Regions from separate parts of the Sus scrofa genome. Here region 1 is linked to region 2. Evidence: chromatin contacts called from public HiChIP or PLAC-seq data. All regions are on one chromosome and are shown on one strand. Each heading gives the region's core, a stretch centred on a gene start, on an enhancer-like site or on the middle of the called end of the contact. The rest is flanking DNA. Distances are from core to core; before and after follow the strand shown.

Region 1 (2,762 bases), core at 225-2,724, 840 kb before region 2:
AGTGCTTGTAGTAGTTTCACAATTATATGTAGAAGATAAGGCCCTCAGAGAACCAGGCTCCTTTCATTTTCTTGAGATTTCCTATATTTAAAAAAACAAAAACAAAAACAAAAAAACCTAAACCCCCCAGAGTTTCCACAGTGGCAATGGTGGGTTAAAGATCCACTCTGTGGCAGTGCAGGTTTGCTCCCAGCACAGTGGGCTAAGGATTAACTGCAGCTCAGATTCAGTCTTTTGCCAGGGGAACCTCTATATGCCATGGGTGCAGCCGAGAGAGAAAAAGAGGAAAGAAAAGAAAGAGAAAGAGTCAGATTTACCAAATGGGGGCTTACCTTAACTGTTATATTAACAATTGCCTTTTTTTTTTTTTTAAACAAATGCTTTTCTTTTAATGCTGTTAATGAATGCATATATGTAACCTCATTTGGAAAAAAAACGTAAGTCTAAATTTGAAGCCAATTAGCTCTAGCTGAGAGGTAGGCTGTGGGCCACTCACCAGTAAAATACTATTGGGGAGAAATTCCATTAAACATTTGCTCCTTAAAAGCAGGGGCCTTTGCGGGGTGGGGGTGGGGGGTCTCTTTTGTTCTAGAAGCGTTTAGAACACTCCTGGAATGTAGCAGGCTCTTAATACATATTTACTGAATTGGTGACTGGGAGAAGGGGCACAAGAACACTATTTTTTTTTTTTTTTTGGCCACACCCACAGTATGTGGAAATTCGTGGGCCAGAGATCGAACCTGTGCCACAGCTGTAACCAGAGCCACAGCAGTGACAATGCCGGATCCTTAACCCGCTGAACCACGAGAGAACTCTGAACACTCCCTTTCTTCACCTACCCTCAGCTGGGTTCCATCACTAAAAAGGCTTACGAACTTGAAAACAGATAAGCTCTCACCTTCAAAAGTTGGCACCGGGAGCAGCGTCTTGAAGCCAGCAGTGGCGGACGGGGCTGCCCAAGAATCTACAACGACAGATCAAGTTAAATGACCAAGGCCACAAAGCCAGGGCCCGGTACACTCTGGGTCAAAGATGCTTCGGACTGGGGTGTCTCGTGGGTTTGGGACGCGGATTCCATTAAAGTGGCTCACAGGCTCTGGTCCCCCAAAAGAGAACAACTGGGGACGCTGGGCGCCAACTCCAGGTTGCGCGAAGGCTGGGACCATTTTGCAAGAATCTTAGGCGAGAGAGGCGGCAGTGCCCTCCCGGTGCTCCAGTGCGTGAAAAGTCTTTGTACGAGAATACACGAATGGGGCGGAGGGTGCGGGCGGGAGGCAAGGCCTAGAGGGACCACGGGACTTCTGACCTGACAAAGGCGCTCGCAAGAGGGGCGCGCAGGCGCGAGCCAGCAGCCGCCACATGATAACACGCGTGCGACCACGCCAAGCTCCCCACGGCGACCGCGGCGCTCACTTCGACCCAGGGAACCAGAGCGGCGTTCTGCAACCGCGCCGGAAACGGCTCTGGCCGGAAGTTGCGTTCGCACCGGTCCACCCAGCAGAGAGTCCCGGGTGGAAACGGACGAAGATAGAGACTCTGGCCTTGGGTTCCGGCCTGGTGACTGGGGTCACGCCCGGGCTATCTCGGCTCTCCATCCAGTCAGGGGTCTCTCCCCAGATGGAGGCGGCAGGGTGGCGAGTTTCCTCCGCGGGGTATTAGCTGAGAAAGCAGGAGTTCAAATGGCAGACTGAACAGTTCACTACCTTCCGCCACTTCTCTACCCGCAACCGTAACCTAGAAAATACCGTCATCATTGCCTTCACATTTACTGGGCGCTTGCAGTGTTTACGGCACCGACTACCTCATTCTTGCTTTCAGGCCTCCCAACAAATCCGTGCGCTAAGTCATTACATCCACTTGGCAGATTCCATCCCGAGGGTCAAAGAATTTAACTTTCTCAGGGTCACACAGCAGGAAAACCGTACAATCAGAATTTGAGCACAGGCTTGTGACTCTAGAGACCCCAGTGAATGGACAATGTTACAACTCGATATCGAGTGGAAATGTAAAAAGGTATGATTATTCTGGGAGAATGTTGGGGAAATCATTTTTATGGGCCTGAAGCTTTTTAACATTTAGAATAAAAGAGGCTCTTTCCCCAAGCGTTTAGGACACAAATGGGATTACCAACTGAGGCTGAGGTCTCTTGTAGTTAAATCAAGCTAAATCTGTGCGTGGTCTTTGTCCAGGGATTAATTTCATAAATGGCAGCAAATAAAGCCTGTCATCTTGCAAAGCTACTGGGAGAACTCTCCCTGTCTAGTTTTTTGCGCTTCTTGATTATTTACACACTGAATCTGTATCAGAAGAGTAACTGGATTTTATTATAGCCAATTATTTTCTATACCAGAAGCAGTTCTCTAAGGGTTAAACTGCCTCTTCTTCCTCAGCCTGTGTCAGATTCTGGGTAGCTCTTCTGTGTTCCTCCTCCCTTCCACCAAAGGTGGGAGATTCAGATGTGCTCAGCTATTTAAAAATCTCAAAGTGAATACTGTATAATAGTGTTTGGGATGGGGAGTAAAACTGTAGTATAATTAATTTTTGGTCTCTAATTCTTTTGGTGCCCTAAAATTTCTCCCTCATTGTTTATTTTAAAAGAACTAAAAATTAACTCTGAGTTCTACATTTAAATAGTAACTATAATTTCTATTTTTTTTCCTTATAAGAGTTAAGTACAGTGGAGGATACAAATCTGAAAAACCAGTGATCCTGTTCTTTATGAATTCATGTAGATATGGTATGTTGAGTTACAAATATCTACT
Region 2 (2,734 bases), core at 182-2,681:
ATTTCTGAACAAAGATGCTTAGGTACCCATTACACTGCAGAACAGGGAGACACACACAAACCTCACTTAAACCTCAGGCTAAAGCCTAGATGGATTCTCAAAGAGATGTGACAAGTGCTATAATAAGAGAAAGCATTTACGTGGTGTTTACTAGGTGCCAAGCACAGCCTGTAAACACTTCCCATTGCTTAAATCATCCCCACAACAACCCCCAACTGAGGTATCATTTACACCCTTGAGGATAGAGATTATAGCTGGCTTCCGACTTCCAGGACAAGGCAGATGCCCAGCAGGCGCTCAGTAAACATCTAAGAGATGAGCCAAAGAGAGGAAGGATGGAGCTTCCTTAAGGGCTTCCTTAAGATTGAAACAATGAATGTGAAAATACTTGGCACACTATAATTTCTTTAAGGTGTACCTTTCCTTTATCTAGTCACATTTCCCTTCCCCCTTTCTTTCCTTTTTTTTTCTTTTGGATTTATGGAAAGGTTCTGAGAGGAGTAAAGGGCCTGAGAGTTAGGAAGCAAAGAAAGAAAAGGATGAGAGACTAATAACCCAATAACAATGAGTACAAAATATCACAATAAAATACCGAAAGGAAAGACAGGTCAAGGCATTTGAAAAAAGCACAGATTCATGGTCAGGGAGAACCTGACTCCATCACCCAGCTCTACCACTTACTAGCTGTACTGTTTTACAAAAGCCACATTCTGCTTCAGCCTTACATCCTTATCTGTAAAACAGGATCTTTATTTCTGCTCTGGAGAAATGAGAACATAACAAGATCACAGTCTTGCAAACGAGCTGTAAATCAACAGAGGCTTTATAAAAGTGCGCTGTTTTCAGCAGTCCGTAAAGGGTGAGGCTGGAAGCCAGGTCCCTGGCTCCCAGCCCTGTCACAGCCTGTAACTCACTGTCCGACCTTTGCAAATTGCAGAAGCTCTGCCTACCCGAGCAGGGCCTCAGACAACATCCAGTGCCAAGGCCCTCATTTTGCAGATGGGGAAACTGAGGCCCGCATCCTTGCGCCACATCACAAAGCCAATCTGAGGCGGATCCTGCACGAGCCCTCGCATTTCCTAATTTCTACAGCAGAGCTGTTTCCCCTGCACCAGCTCCCTCTATCCAGGCCTCTGTTCAACTGCGCAAACAAGGTGGGTGGCCTCGGCGCTGCCTGCGACAATACACTTGAGGCGTTATGTAAACTGTGAAGCGTTGCGCAAATGCACCCCACGCTTGAGGAGGAGGACCCCCGGGGCTGACAGGCCGCCGCCCTGCCCCCCCGGGAGCCGCGTTTTCACCTCCACCCCCGCCCCGGCGCCGCAGAGGCCCGCAGATCCTCCCACTCGGCTCTGTGGCCTCCTGCGCCCAGCGATCGGCCACAGGCGATACTCACTAGAGCAGATCAGGGACATGTTGCCGTAGCTGCGCTCCGAGGCTCCTCACACCTGGCTTCGGATCAGCTTCTGAGCCCGCGGGGCCCACTTCCGGTTCCCCGCTGCTTCCGGGACGCTCCGCGCAAGCGGGGAGCGACCCCGCTGGACGATGCTCCCGCAACGTTTCACGTGGGACAGCGGCTGGTCGCGCGCCTCAGCCTCCAGCTTTTAACGGAAACTGTCCTTTCCCAGAATGCAACCGGGCAGGAAAGGGCGCGCCAGGAAGTACTCGGCTATTTCCGGGCCCGCTCGGCTCCTTTCGTAAAGCTCTCTTGGGGTTGGGGGAAAGGAGAGCCGAAACTACATTTCCCGTGATGCAGTGGGAGTTTTAATCCAATCAACTCAGTAATTTTTTAAACCAATCAACTCAGAAACTTTAAACCAATCGACTCTTTTGAGACCGGAGCGGGAAGGGGGGGCCTTGGGATCGTAGTCTTGCAAACGCTGTTGCGAGCGAGAATTACCCCGCTTCTCAAAACGCATCTTCCTGGGGTCCGCTGAAGAGAGCGTTTTCCATGGCTGCTCCCACGTGATTCTTGACAAGTGTTTCTCGGAGTACCCTTTGAAAGGTCCAAGGAAGAAGGCGCGGATGCTGATAGGTGAAAAAACTTTTCTGATGGCTGGGTTCTCCGCTAGACTGTAAATTCCATGATGGCAGGAACCACAGTTGTTCTGGTTATTGTTGTTTCTAAGAGGCTGACACAGTACCTGAAATATAGCAGGACTGTCACAACTATTGTTGGTTGAATGCCAGGCATTTTAAGTACTCAGATGTGGTAGGAAATAAAATGGATCCATTTATACATGCACCCCAATGTTCACTGCAGCACTATTCACAATAGCCAAGACTTGGAAACAACCTAAGTGTCTATCAACAGATAAGTGGATTAAGAAGATGTGGTACATATATACAGTGGAATACTACTCAGCCATAATGAAGAACAAAATAATGCCACTTGCTGCAACAGAGATGTAACTAGAGATGATCATACTAAGAAAGAGAAAGACAAATACCACGTAATAACACATGTGGAACCTAAAATATGGCACAAGTGAACCTATATACAAAACAGACCCACGGACAAGAACAGACTGGTAGTTGCCGAGGGAGAAGGATGGACTGGGAGCTTGGATGTAGTAGATGCAAACTACTATATTTAGAATAGTTGGACTGGAGTTCCTGTTGTGGCTCAATGGGTTAAGAACCCAACATGGTGTCCATGAGGATATGGGTCCATGGCCTCCCTCGGTGGGTTAAGGATCCAGTGCAAGCTTCAGTGTAGGTCAAAGGTGTGGCT

What was found. HiChIP or PLAC-seq counts read pairs in DNA pulled down with a chosen protein or histone mark.
Region 1: an H3K27ac HiChIP or PLAC-seq map of skeletal muscle shows a contact between it and region 2, with 8 times the contacts expected there. The contact joins the promoter of MRPL16 here to the promoter of PRPF19 in region 2. A contact is called at or near these places in 2 of 47 Hi-C or Micro-C datasets (embryonic fibroblasts and epiblast stem cells) and 1 of 2 datasets of contacts at active chromatin or transcription factors (skeletal muscle).

Annotation. Positions count from the first base shown.
Region 1 is chr2:11,688,223-11,690,984 of Sscrofa11.1, reverse strand. MRPL16 (mitochondrial ribosomal protein L16) reads right to left here and starts at 1,474. Exons shown (of 4, transcript NM_001244967.1): 1 at 1,307-1,474; 2 at 899-964. The coding sequence starts at 1,361.
Region 2 is chr2:10,850,476-10,853,209 of Sscrofa11.1, reverse strand. PRPF19 (pre-mRNA processing factor 19) reads right to left here and starts at 1,431. Exons shown (of 16, transcript NM_001128457.1): 1 at 1,397-1,431. The coding sequence starts at 1,415.